Regions from separate parts of the Mus musculus genome. Here region 1 is linked to region 2. The links are chromatin contacts, called in public Hi-C maps. All regions are on one chromosome and are shown on one strand. The core of a region is the stretch at or near the end of the contact, and the rest is flanking DNA. Distances in the headings are between cores, read along the strand shown.

Region 1 (5,349 bases), core at 1,883-4,382, 79 kb before region 2:
GGAAGAGAAAGTCCTGAGAGCCAGTGAGCACCCACTCATGGGTGCTGGGGTGGAGTAACCACAGCCGGTCCTTCACAGGCAGAGCAGATAAGACCAGTGCCAGGGTTTTCCAGAGCTGGGCATCAAAAGGCTCTGTTAAAACTCAACTTCCAGATCGATCCACACCAACCCTGACAGGTCTTCAGTGGGCCTGGGGAACTGATTATGAAAGATGGCATTTGTCATCCGGGGCAGCCCTTAGGCAGCCTGGCACTCCTGAACACTGAATTAATAAGTACTCTCCTGGCTGGGCGTGGTGGTACACGCCTTTAGTCCCAGCACTTGGGAGGCAGAGGCAGGCAGATTTCTGAGTTCGAGGCCAGCCTGGTCTACAAAGTGAGTTCCAGGACAGCCAGGGTTACTCAGAGAAACCCTGTCTCGAAAAAACAAACAAAACAAACAAACAAAAAAAGTACTCTCCTGTGCAATCAGCCAGAGACCCTGTCAAAGGCCTCTTTCAGTATGCGTGGGTCCCCGGTGTACCCCCATAACACCAGCATCTCGACCCCCTTTTCTTTATAACGTGACTCTGAAACAAAGTATGCTGGTACATGCCGATAGTCCCATTACTTGGGAGGCAGAGGCACGGACATTGTCATGAGTCTGAGGGAAGCCTGGAGCAAAGCATGAGGGTCAGAGACCCCCCCGCCCAGCACCTACCTAAAATACCTAAAAACCTGGATGAAGTTGTGTACACTTGTAATCCAGTACTGCAGAAACAGGCTCAGAAAGAGCCCTTGGGCTCTCTGGACATCTGGTCTACCCAGAACAGCAAGCCCAGGTTCGCTTGAGGGGGCTGGAAAGATGGCCCAGTGGTTAAGAGCACCGGTTTTTTTCTCCTAGAGGTCACGTTCGATTCTCAGCAACTTCGTGGCAGATCATAACAGTCTCTAACTCCAGGATCTGATGCTCTCTTTTTTCTGTGGGCACGGAATGCATCCGTGGCACACAGACACACCCATACATGCATGCATGCACACCCAGACATGCACACACCACTCCCTTTAAAAAGGAAAAACAGAAATGACTGTCAAGAGTATCTGCCTGGAATGGCACAAATAATTTGTCCCCAGACATCTCAGAGCTGGGAGGTACCCCAGAATAGCTTCTAAAAGACACCCCGGAATACCCTGTCTTACTTGGCACCTGGAGAGGCCAACAAACCTTGGCTGCCAGAGAGACTTGGCTTATTAGGCTACTCTGAGATCAGGCCATGTCTGGACAGTGCCTGGTAAGTCACATATCCAAAGCAGAGACAGAGGTAGTCTTATGGGTGAGGTAACAATGACCAAAGAGACAGGAGACCCATCCTGCCATCTCTCTGTCCCTCCACCCTGCTGTGGCTCAGACCCCAGCTCTCCAGGTCCAGAGGACTACTTGAGCTAAGTTGGCCCGAGGCCAAATGAGCAAGACCCTCTCATCAGACCAGGGCTTTCTGACCAGAGGCGTCAGAGGATTAAGGTCCCATGAGGGCCCTGGCAAGTGTCTTATCATAAAGGCGACATGTCCAGGCTGAAATGGAGCCTCAGCGCCTAGGGGCAGAAGTTCCTGATCCCCACCCAAGGGGACTCCTTACTCTCTCAGCCTCAGACATTCCCTCCCTGCCTGAAACTCTTCCCTGAGCGCCCTGGGGCTCACCCGACTCCCAGACAACTTCATTCTTTTAAAAGGTCTCTGGGGGTGAGGTAGCTGCTGCCTTGGGGTTCTGCCATGCTTTGAGCCACTGAGAAGCAGGTCTGATACCGTTGCTGTATATAGTGTCTGAAGTAATGGTTCTGTTTGGTTTTCACTGTGTTGGGCATAGAACTCTGTGCCTTATACACTCTGTACAAGTGTGCAACCACTGGACTACATCCTGAACCTTGTTTTGTTTTGTTTTTTTGAGACAGGCTTTTACCCCATAGTATAGGCTGGCCTGGATCTCGCTATGTAGTTCAGGATGGCCTCAAAATATATATAGCTAGGTTTACAGGAATGCGACTCTATGCTCAGCTTGGCAAAGCACTTCCGTCCCCAATATCTGTCTATATGATGGTAGCTGAACACTGAATGTCAGTCTGCACATTTTGCTGACTCTCATGAAGTCCAAGGCAAACATGTTTGGGAAATGTCAGAATCCAAAACCTAGCTCTACTGTGGGGCAGATGTCATCCCCCTCCCTCCCACCCACCCCACCCTCCACCCCCCGTCCATGGGCTATCTCAGTAGGAGGGACAGGCTTGTCAGTTGTCAGTCACCATCACTGTGGCTCTCTTTAGAGGATCTCCAGTGATACTGTGCCCTGAAGGTGTACCAGCTAGGTGCCCTCTTGTGCTTTCCTATCCCAGAAATCCCAACTTAATGCAATCCACCCTGGGCAGCAGAGGGTGAAGAAAGGAGGGCACATGAGAGGGGGTCCCCAGACCAAGGACCAAGAGGAAATGGCAAGGGAGTGAGACAGCCCAAGGGCTATTCAACCATGAGGTCCATACGAGCTCTCTTGACCATCACTTGGACGAGGCTGGACCAGGAGGTGTAGTGGGGATGGGGGGGGTGAGGAGTAGACAGAGGGAACAAAGAGGAGAAGGTACATATGTATGGACAGACGGACCAGAGAGCCAAAAGTACATGTGTATGGACAGACAGACCAGAGAACAGCACAATGAGATACTGAAGGGAGAAGGAAGAAGGGTCTGAAGTGACATGCACAGTCATGGAGAGAGAAACAGAGACAGAGAGAGATGGAGGGGTGTGGGAGAAAGAGAGAGGACTGAAGGGGCAATGGAGACTAGGAGCCAAGGCAAGAGGTTCAGTGACAGCGGCAGAGGCTGGGAGAGAAGCAGAGAACACAGGAATCTTTGCGTATAGTGGCAAAGGCTGCTGGAGGAAGGGTCAGAGCTCTCCCTCAGGAGCCTGGGCGGGAGGGCCCAGAGCTCAGGCAGGTGCAGGAGGGGCTGGAGAACCCCAGGAGGAGGAGACCCAGCATTGCTCCGTAGTAATGGGGCTGGGAGGGGGGAGACACAAATGGGAATTCCAGCCCACCAGCACCCCGCTGTGTGGCCTTAGGCTGCCCTGTCCGCCAGAGCAGCAACACAGGCTCATCTGTACCCCAACCCGCCAGAGCTAGCAGTGTCCCAGGCTCCCTGCAAGCACCGACCCCCCCTTCTACCCACCCATCCCCCGGCCATGGCAGGGACTTTTTCAGGGTTACCAGGCCTAAACCACAGATGGCCTAGCCTTCCAGCATGGCTGTGGCGGTCCCCAAGCCCCCCAGATCCAGGGGTGAGATGTCCTGCCCTTTTGCCAAGTGTTTTCCTTTAGTTCCAGATGCCACCCTGGCAGGTGCTTCCTGTGATTAATGTCACCACCCCCTAGCCCTAGGACCAGCTCTTCTTCCCCAAGCCACAGCTGGCTGTGGGTGGGCAGACTCCTGCCTGCCTTTTAGAATCCTCTCCTGGTCTCTCCCTTCCCTGGAACCCCCAATGGACATAGGGTATAGACTGGCTTGGACTCTGTCAGTTCACACAGAGAACCTCGAGTCACACGGAATCTCTTCACAGAACGGCAGTAGAGAGGACTCTGGATAGCTGGCAGTAGAGCCAAGATTAGGGGGTCTTGGTTATCTTAGGAGGTGGCTGTCAGATTTGGGGACCACAGCTAGAGTAAAACCTGATCATGTCAATCAGAGAACATCCTTTGAATGAGAAACAATGCTTACCAGCTGAGTGATCTTAAGCAGCTGGCTAGACCTCTCTGGGCCTCCAAAGTCCTAGGTACTCTGAGGATTATGGGTGTGCCTGGTCTGGACCTGCAGTCAGAAGACAATAATTTCAATTATGTACAGATGAATTTGGAAGTGCAGCTGACTCCATGGTCATAGAGAGGGGTGTGTGGATTGGAGTTGGGGGTATTAGTTTAGTATTCTAGTTTCTCCCCCACATCCCCCCTTTCTCTCCCCTTCCTGCATAACCATATTAACTAAGGCATTAGCATCCCTCCCCAGCCAGTGAGCCCCTATCTCTAGCTGCATCTCTCCAGCCCGAGGATGGCAACAGACAAAATCTCAGCTCAGTACCCAGCCTCTTGTTTGTTTGCTATGGAGCCCTCCATGCCGTGGGCACGTTTTTTTTTGCTAATTTTGTAGCTGCCTTTATCAAACGGGGATTCACGGGCGCCTTAGCCTTGATAAGTGGATTAGTCTCTGCGCTAAACAAGGAGGTGTGGGGCGTGGGGGGGAGCTGTGCCACAAAGATGTTTGTTTCCGGAAGAATGGAGCCTGCGTTCTCTGCCCTGTGAGGGGCATCGGAGACGCTGGAAGGGCCATCTGCGTGCCTTGTCTCAGGGCTTGGAGCTGCAGCTTAGAACTTGCTACAGAGTAACCAGGGAGCCAAGAGGAGGGGCCGGGACTTGCAGGGGGTGTGTGTGGGGGTGAGAGGTGGGGGGAGACTTTGGATTCTTTCCAGGCTTATGATCCACCTGGGCTCAGCATGCTGAACATGGGAGCACCTGCTTGGGCGGCAAGACTCCTGTGGTCGTCCCTCTCTTCCCTTACCCTCCAGCCTCCACTTACCGAAGCCCTTCCAAGAGCTCCATTGTGACTTGGCTAGGGATGCAGACTCAGCTTTGCAGACTTCTCTAGTGCAACAGTGACAAATTTGCAGGCCCTGGCACTCTGGAAGCAAGAGGTTTGTGTCTGCTCAGAGATTCTAGAATGTTCCTTGGGGGCTTCCTTGGTTGGTGATCTCTGAGGAATGGCTATTTGGGGTCACGGGGTATCATCCAGTCACCCCAGGTTATAGCTGGAGACCAGGGGCATTACCTTTAAAAATGTATGCGAGCTCATCTTTGCTGTCAGAGACACTAGCATCAGGGCAAGTTGACCCGTGGTCTCTAGGAAGTTCCACCATGGTTAGCTTAGCCTGGGACTCTTCCCGGCTTGCGATGGCCTACCAGATGTTGAAACAGAGAGAGGAAGTGAATTTCTGGGTGACTAAGGCAAGTCACAAATATCAGTAGAGTCAGGGAAGACTCTGAAGCAGGCATAGTCTTTAGAGGTCAAGGCAGGAGGCAGCCAGAAAGGTTTGCTGGGTAGGGGTCGGAAAGAGTCCCTGCAGAAGTCTAGAGATGAAATAAGATATATTGGATATATATTGGACCAGTACTTGGTCCAAATAAACAGTGAAGGCTTGTTGAGAAAGTAGGGTGTGGGGACCCCCCCCCCAGTGGTTCCTTTGCCCTGGCCCTTGTGTAAGTGGTTGGGGTGTTTAGATCTCTACTCTGTGTTGGCTGAGGGGCGAGAACAGCAGAGGTGCTTTGAGAGAGAAGGGACGG
Region 2 (5,194 bases), core at 1,608-4,107:
AGGGACAGGCCCGAGGGGCCTTGTACAGGGACTCAGTACAAACTCTCTTCTCTACGTGGCCAAGCTGTCTAGGCTAAAAACTATGCTGCTTTTCATAATGCCTGCTACACGCTGGACATCATCCGCAGAACCACCAGACCCTCTCCCCACCCCCGAATATTCTCGTAACTACATCCAGGCCCTTTGTTTGTTTGCTTCCTTTTCTGAGATAGCATCTCCCTCTGTGCGGGTGCTGAGCTTGAACTCAGGACCCTCCCGCCTTAGCCTCCTGACTGGCAGGCTGAGAGGCATGTGCCACCAAGCTGGGCTTGCATCTTAGGATCGTTCAGGCTCAAATCAGATATGGACCATTTCTGCTGATGTTTCTCACCCCAGGCAGCACACACACTCATACTCACACACACACACCACTCAACACAACACACATACATACAATATACACACATACACAACAACACACATGTATACATACAGAACACACGCAACATACCACACACACATATACCATGCATACAACACAACACACACACATACAACACAACACATACATACAACACACATATACTTCACAAACACAACACACACATACAGCACAGCACACACATACAATACACATACAACACACAAAACACACACACACACAACACACACATACTATACACACAACACACACACATACAACACACACACACAAAACACATACTTGTAAAACATACACCCAACATACCATGCACACACCACACACAACACATACATATACCACACACACATACAACTCACACTACCTGCTATCCTAAGGTCAAATCCCTTGAGGAGGGCCTGGCCCTTGCTTGGCCAACACCTACCTCCCACTCATGGCTCTCTCTGGCAGGAAGGTGCTCTCCCCATAACTATGTCCCACCTCACCCCACAGGCCTCAGCACTAACACCAGCCCTCAGACCCGAGTCACTTTCCCTCCGTCACCCTGTCTCACACACGCCAGCCACTGCTCACCTGGTCTTGGGTAGGCTGACCCTCACTCAGCACTGTTCCTCCACTGGCTTGGACAAGGGTGGGTCTCATGGTGGGGACTTCCACCCCGGACACTAACGCTCTGGTCCCTATGACACCAGCAAGTTCCTCTCCACACAGAACCTCAGTTTCCCTATCTGTGTACCAAGGGTGTTAGGTACACACAGCACGCAGATGCACTAGTGTCACCCATAGCAATAGTGACAGAGCGGCCCCCTGCTGGTTTTGGAAGACTCTAGTGAGTGCCCAACCTGGATGGGGTATCTAGGTCCTGGGTCAGCCTGAAGTGGCCATTCTCTTACACAGAGGTCAATGGCAGCTCAAACCTGACTTTCACACTGCCCTGTTCTTCAAGCCACCTTGTTGTTTACACCTCTTGGGATTTTAAAAAATCCTGTTATTTTCATTCTGTGTATGTGTGTATTGTTTTGCTTGTATGTATGTATGTATGTATGTATGTATATGTAAGAGCCTGTGGAGGCCAGGAGAGGTCACTTGATCCCCTGGACTGGAGATGCAGACAGTTGTGGACGCTAGAATTGGACCCAGCCCTCTGCAAGAGCAGCTGAGTCTCCTATTCAGTCCCTTGGTCTTGATTCCCGTCATTCTCTAAGAAAGGGTTGTGATAAACGCACACGTGTACATGCACACAAACACACAGGAAACACAAATATAAACATAAATATATGCACACACATAAGCTGCATGCATGTGCACACACAGGCATCCATCCACATATCTCTCCACACACGGCTGAGGCACAAGAGTCCTTACACACCCATCCCCTCACAATCCCGCAGCCTCCTATGCACACAGGCACAGACTCAGGCACCCATGTGCCCAAACCAACACAGCTGCCCTGTGCTCATCTCTGCTCTTGCTTTCTGTCTCACACACATGTCAAGTTTGACAGAGGCCATGACACCCATGACATGTAAAAACACATGAGGTACTAGAACCTAACTAGGCTGCACATTTGCATGACACTTTAATATAAAACAGCTTTGTGCTCTTCCATGTGTCTCCATGTTTTGTGTGCATATCGAGTGTCTGTCTGCCTGTCCATCTGTCCCAGCTCTCCAGTCCCTGGAGAAGGGAACCTGAGAGGCCCAAGAATGAGACCAACATCGCCATCTGCTGTCAGCTTCTGGGACTGCCCTTCAGAGAACACATGGGGTCCAATGGGATCCATTTCTGAAGGACCCCAGAGGCCAAGGCATGACCCTGAGAACCAGTGGGAGTTGCAGGAACATCCCTGCCCTGTGGCCTCTAATAGGTTTCGTCTTTAGAGCAACCTGGGAAGAGCTCCTCCCTTCAGGGTTCATAACTGGGGAAACTGAGGTTTCAAGTCCAGCGCTGACTAGGTAAAGAGATCATGGGATTTCACTCAAAACACATCCCTCAAATTCTAATTCTGCTTCACGTTCTCAGGCTGAGTACCACCCTCCCTGTGGGCGAGGACTGGCTGGCACAGATAACGAGGCTGGCAGTTGGGTGAAGTGGCTTGGAAGTATGGAGGCCCCGGGGCAAAGAACATGTGAGGCCACAGAAGTAGATACCCATATTCAGGGCTCTCACTGAACACTGCAGACAGGCTGGTCCAGCAAGCCTGGAATGGTTTGTCCTCGTTATCAACGCGACCGGTTTGGAAATAATGAAAACATCCTTTTGGACAGGTCTCTAGAGACATTTAAGTGACCTGGGAAGACTCACCCTGTGGGCGGCACCATCCTGTGGGTGGCAGTACCCTGTGGGCGGAGCCATCCTGTGGGTGGTACTACCCTATGGGCGGAGCCATCCTGTGGGTGGTATTACCCTGTAGGCGGAGCCATCCTGTGGGCGGTACTACCCTGTGGGTGGCGCCATCCTGTGGACCGCATTATCCTGTGGCCTGGGACCTTGGACCCGTCTCTCACTGGGTTCTGACTACAGATGCCACGTGACCCATGTTGGGCCCTATTTGGCCTTGGTTTGGGCCTTGAGGACAAACCAAAGCCTGGCTCAATTTTTGAGACCTGTCATTCTCCTCCTCTTTGAGAATGACTCAGCATGACCTACCGGCCGGAATGAGACTGCCTCTGCCTAGCTACCACTGATGTGTCAATTTCTTATAGGCCCCGTGAGATCACCTCGCACCCCCTCATCACCTCACTCCACCCCATAGGTCATCTCACCCCATACCCCTATCCCTACCTTATTGACTTCTCTATATAAGTAAGTGCCCAGTTTAGTAAAGTGAGGTCCTTCTTTGACAAGACTCCCTGCCTGGGCCATCCCACTCAGCCCCAGACAGACCAGGCTGGACCGGGTTCTCTCCTCTCTCCTGGACCTGCTGGCAAAGAGCCGACAACCGGCCAACTCACTCTGCCCACATGCCTTCCCCACCATGATAGACTGCACCTCATGAACTAAACCATGAACCAAATAAGGCCTTCTCCCATTTAAGTCATGTCTTACCAGGTATTATGCCCTAGTAACAAGGAAGGTGACCAAATACACCACCCCTGTGACAGACAGGTCACTGAGTCTGGAGAGGAGCTGGGATGAGCCCTATCCCAGGACCCAATTGTCTAGCCCAAAGCTCTCCCTTCCCCCAAACCTGGCTCCCTTCTTCCCTTTGGTTGAGTAAGTGGGGGGCGGGCTGGGAAGAAGAGGGTGATCAGGAGAAGGGATAGGATGACAGTGGGGGGTGAATAGGGTCAAAGTACATTGTATGCATGTATGAAATTGTGAACTGTAACTTTCATTTTTCCAAACCTATTTTTAATGATGGTTCTTAAATGCTTTACCCTTCCTTGTAGCCCACCACCCACCAGAGGTAGTGGGAAAAAAAGGATGCGAGGCAAGTGGACCTGTTTAGAAATGTGGTTTTTGTTTTGTTTTGTTTTGTTTTGTTTTGAGCAACTCCCTCCTGTGCTGTCTGGAGATCTGCAGTTCAGATCAGCAGACAGCAGCAGCTCGATCCACTCGCAAACACTTCATGGATACAGAACAGTCCAGTTCGGTAGAGTCGGGATAGCAAACACGAATCAGCAGTGGTGACACTACCTAGCAGAGACAGCCAGGCCTCAGCCTTGGCACAAGTCAGCAGCAAGAGGGACACCAGGAAAAGTTTTGGGCTGTGCCTCTCTCTGGGAAGTGAAGATCAGCAAAGACTTGAGATCCAAGCATTGCACAGCTGGTTCTAGAAGCAAGCCAAGCTCAGCCTTCGTCACCATCCGTCAAGTCCTTTTATACTCTCTCCAAACATCACTGTGTCCTCCACAGGTCTTGCCTCAGCATGGGTCTTGCTTCAGCACATGCGTCTGTCTCAGCTGACATTCCCTCTGCCAATCAGCCCAAGTCCGCAGAAGCAGCAAAAAACTGCAGCACACCACCAGAAGAGTTTCCCTCTATGGAGTCCTGACAAATGCAGCTCAACTATGCGATGTAAGGCAGACCGATACATGTGTGTTGTTAGCAAAGAATCCTTCATCATGGGTCCTTTCACATGCTTGTTTTAGCAGAACATCCTCTCTCCTGTGTCTACTTTAGCCAAACATTCCTTCACAAGTCTGCCTTAGCCTTTCACCTACATCCACTTCAGCTAAACGTTCCTTCCCGTGTTTGCTCCAGGCAAACACCATCCAACTGACTTTCCAAAGAACCCTTAAGTTTCCACTTCAGTGAAGGGAAAGTAAGGATTGGAAAAATTCATCCTGGATGTCACCATGACCACTGTCTCAGCTAGGGTTTCACTGCTGTGAGCAGACACCGTGACCAAAGCAACTCCTATAAGGACAACATTTGATTGGGGCTGACTTACAGGTTCAGAGGTTCCGTCCATGTTCAAGGTGAGAACATGGCAGTGTCCAAGCAGGCATGGCGCTAGAGTAGCTGAGAGTTCTACATCTCTATCTGAAGGCTGCTAGCAGAATATTGACTTCCAGGAAGCTAGGATGAGGTTATTAAAGCCCCCACACCCACAGTGGCACACCTACTTCAATAGGGTCACATCTACTCCAACAAGGCCACTCCTCCAAATAGGGCCACTCCCTGGGCCAAGCATATACAAACCATCACAACCACCATCACCAACGCTGTCACCATCAGCGCTGTCACCATCACCACCGCTGTCACCATAATTCTATCATCACCACCCTCATCAGCATCACCCCCATTATCACCATCAGCACCATTATC

The links. A called contact is a pair of places that touch in the nucleus more often than the background predicts.
Region 1: a contact with region 2 is called in a Hi-C map of muscle stem cells, with 3 times the contacts expected there. The contact joins two enhancer-like sites. A contact is called at or near these places in 2 of 15 datasets of contacts at CTCF or cohesin (large pre-B cells and pro-B cells), 18 of 484 Hi-C or Micro-C datasets (the 63-12 cell line, the AML12 cell line, B cells and 14 more), 3 of 115 datasets of contacts at active chromatin or transcription factors (embryonic stem cells, large pre-B cells and stem cell-derived neural progenitor cells) and 1 of 9 other capture datasets (embryonic stem cells).

Annotation. Positions count from the first base shown.
Region 1 is chr4:139,761,039-139,766,387 of GRCm38.p6, reverse strand. All of the region lies in intron 7 of Pax7 (paired box 7), which reads left to right. Among named protein-coding and RNA genes, the nearest start is that of Gm42334, 29 kb to the right of the region's middle. Within about 2 kb of position 3,132, at least 5 of the 459 cell types and tissues checked have an H3K27ac peak or open chromatin away from gene starts, as enhancers often do. A contact at or near this core is called in muscle stem cells, where this site is marked.
Region 2 is chr4:139,681,769-139,686,962 of GRCm38.p6, reverse strand. No RefSeq gene overlaps it. Among named protein-coding and RNA genes, the nearest start is that of Tas1r2, 31 kb to the right of the region's middle. Within about 2 kb of position 2,857, at least 15 of the 459 cell types and tissues checked have an H3K27ac peak or open chromatin away from gene starts, as enhancers often do. A contact at or near this core is called in muscle stem cells, where this site is marked.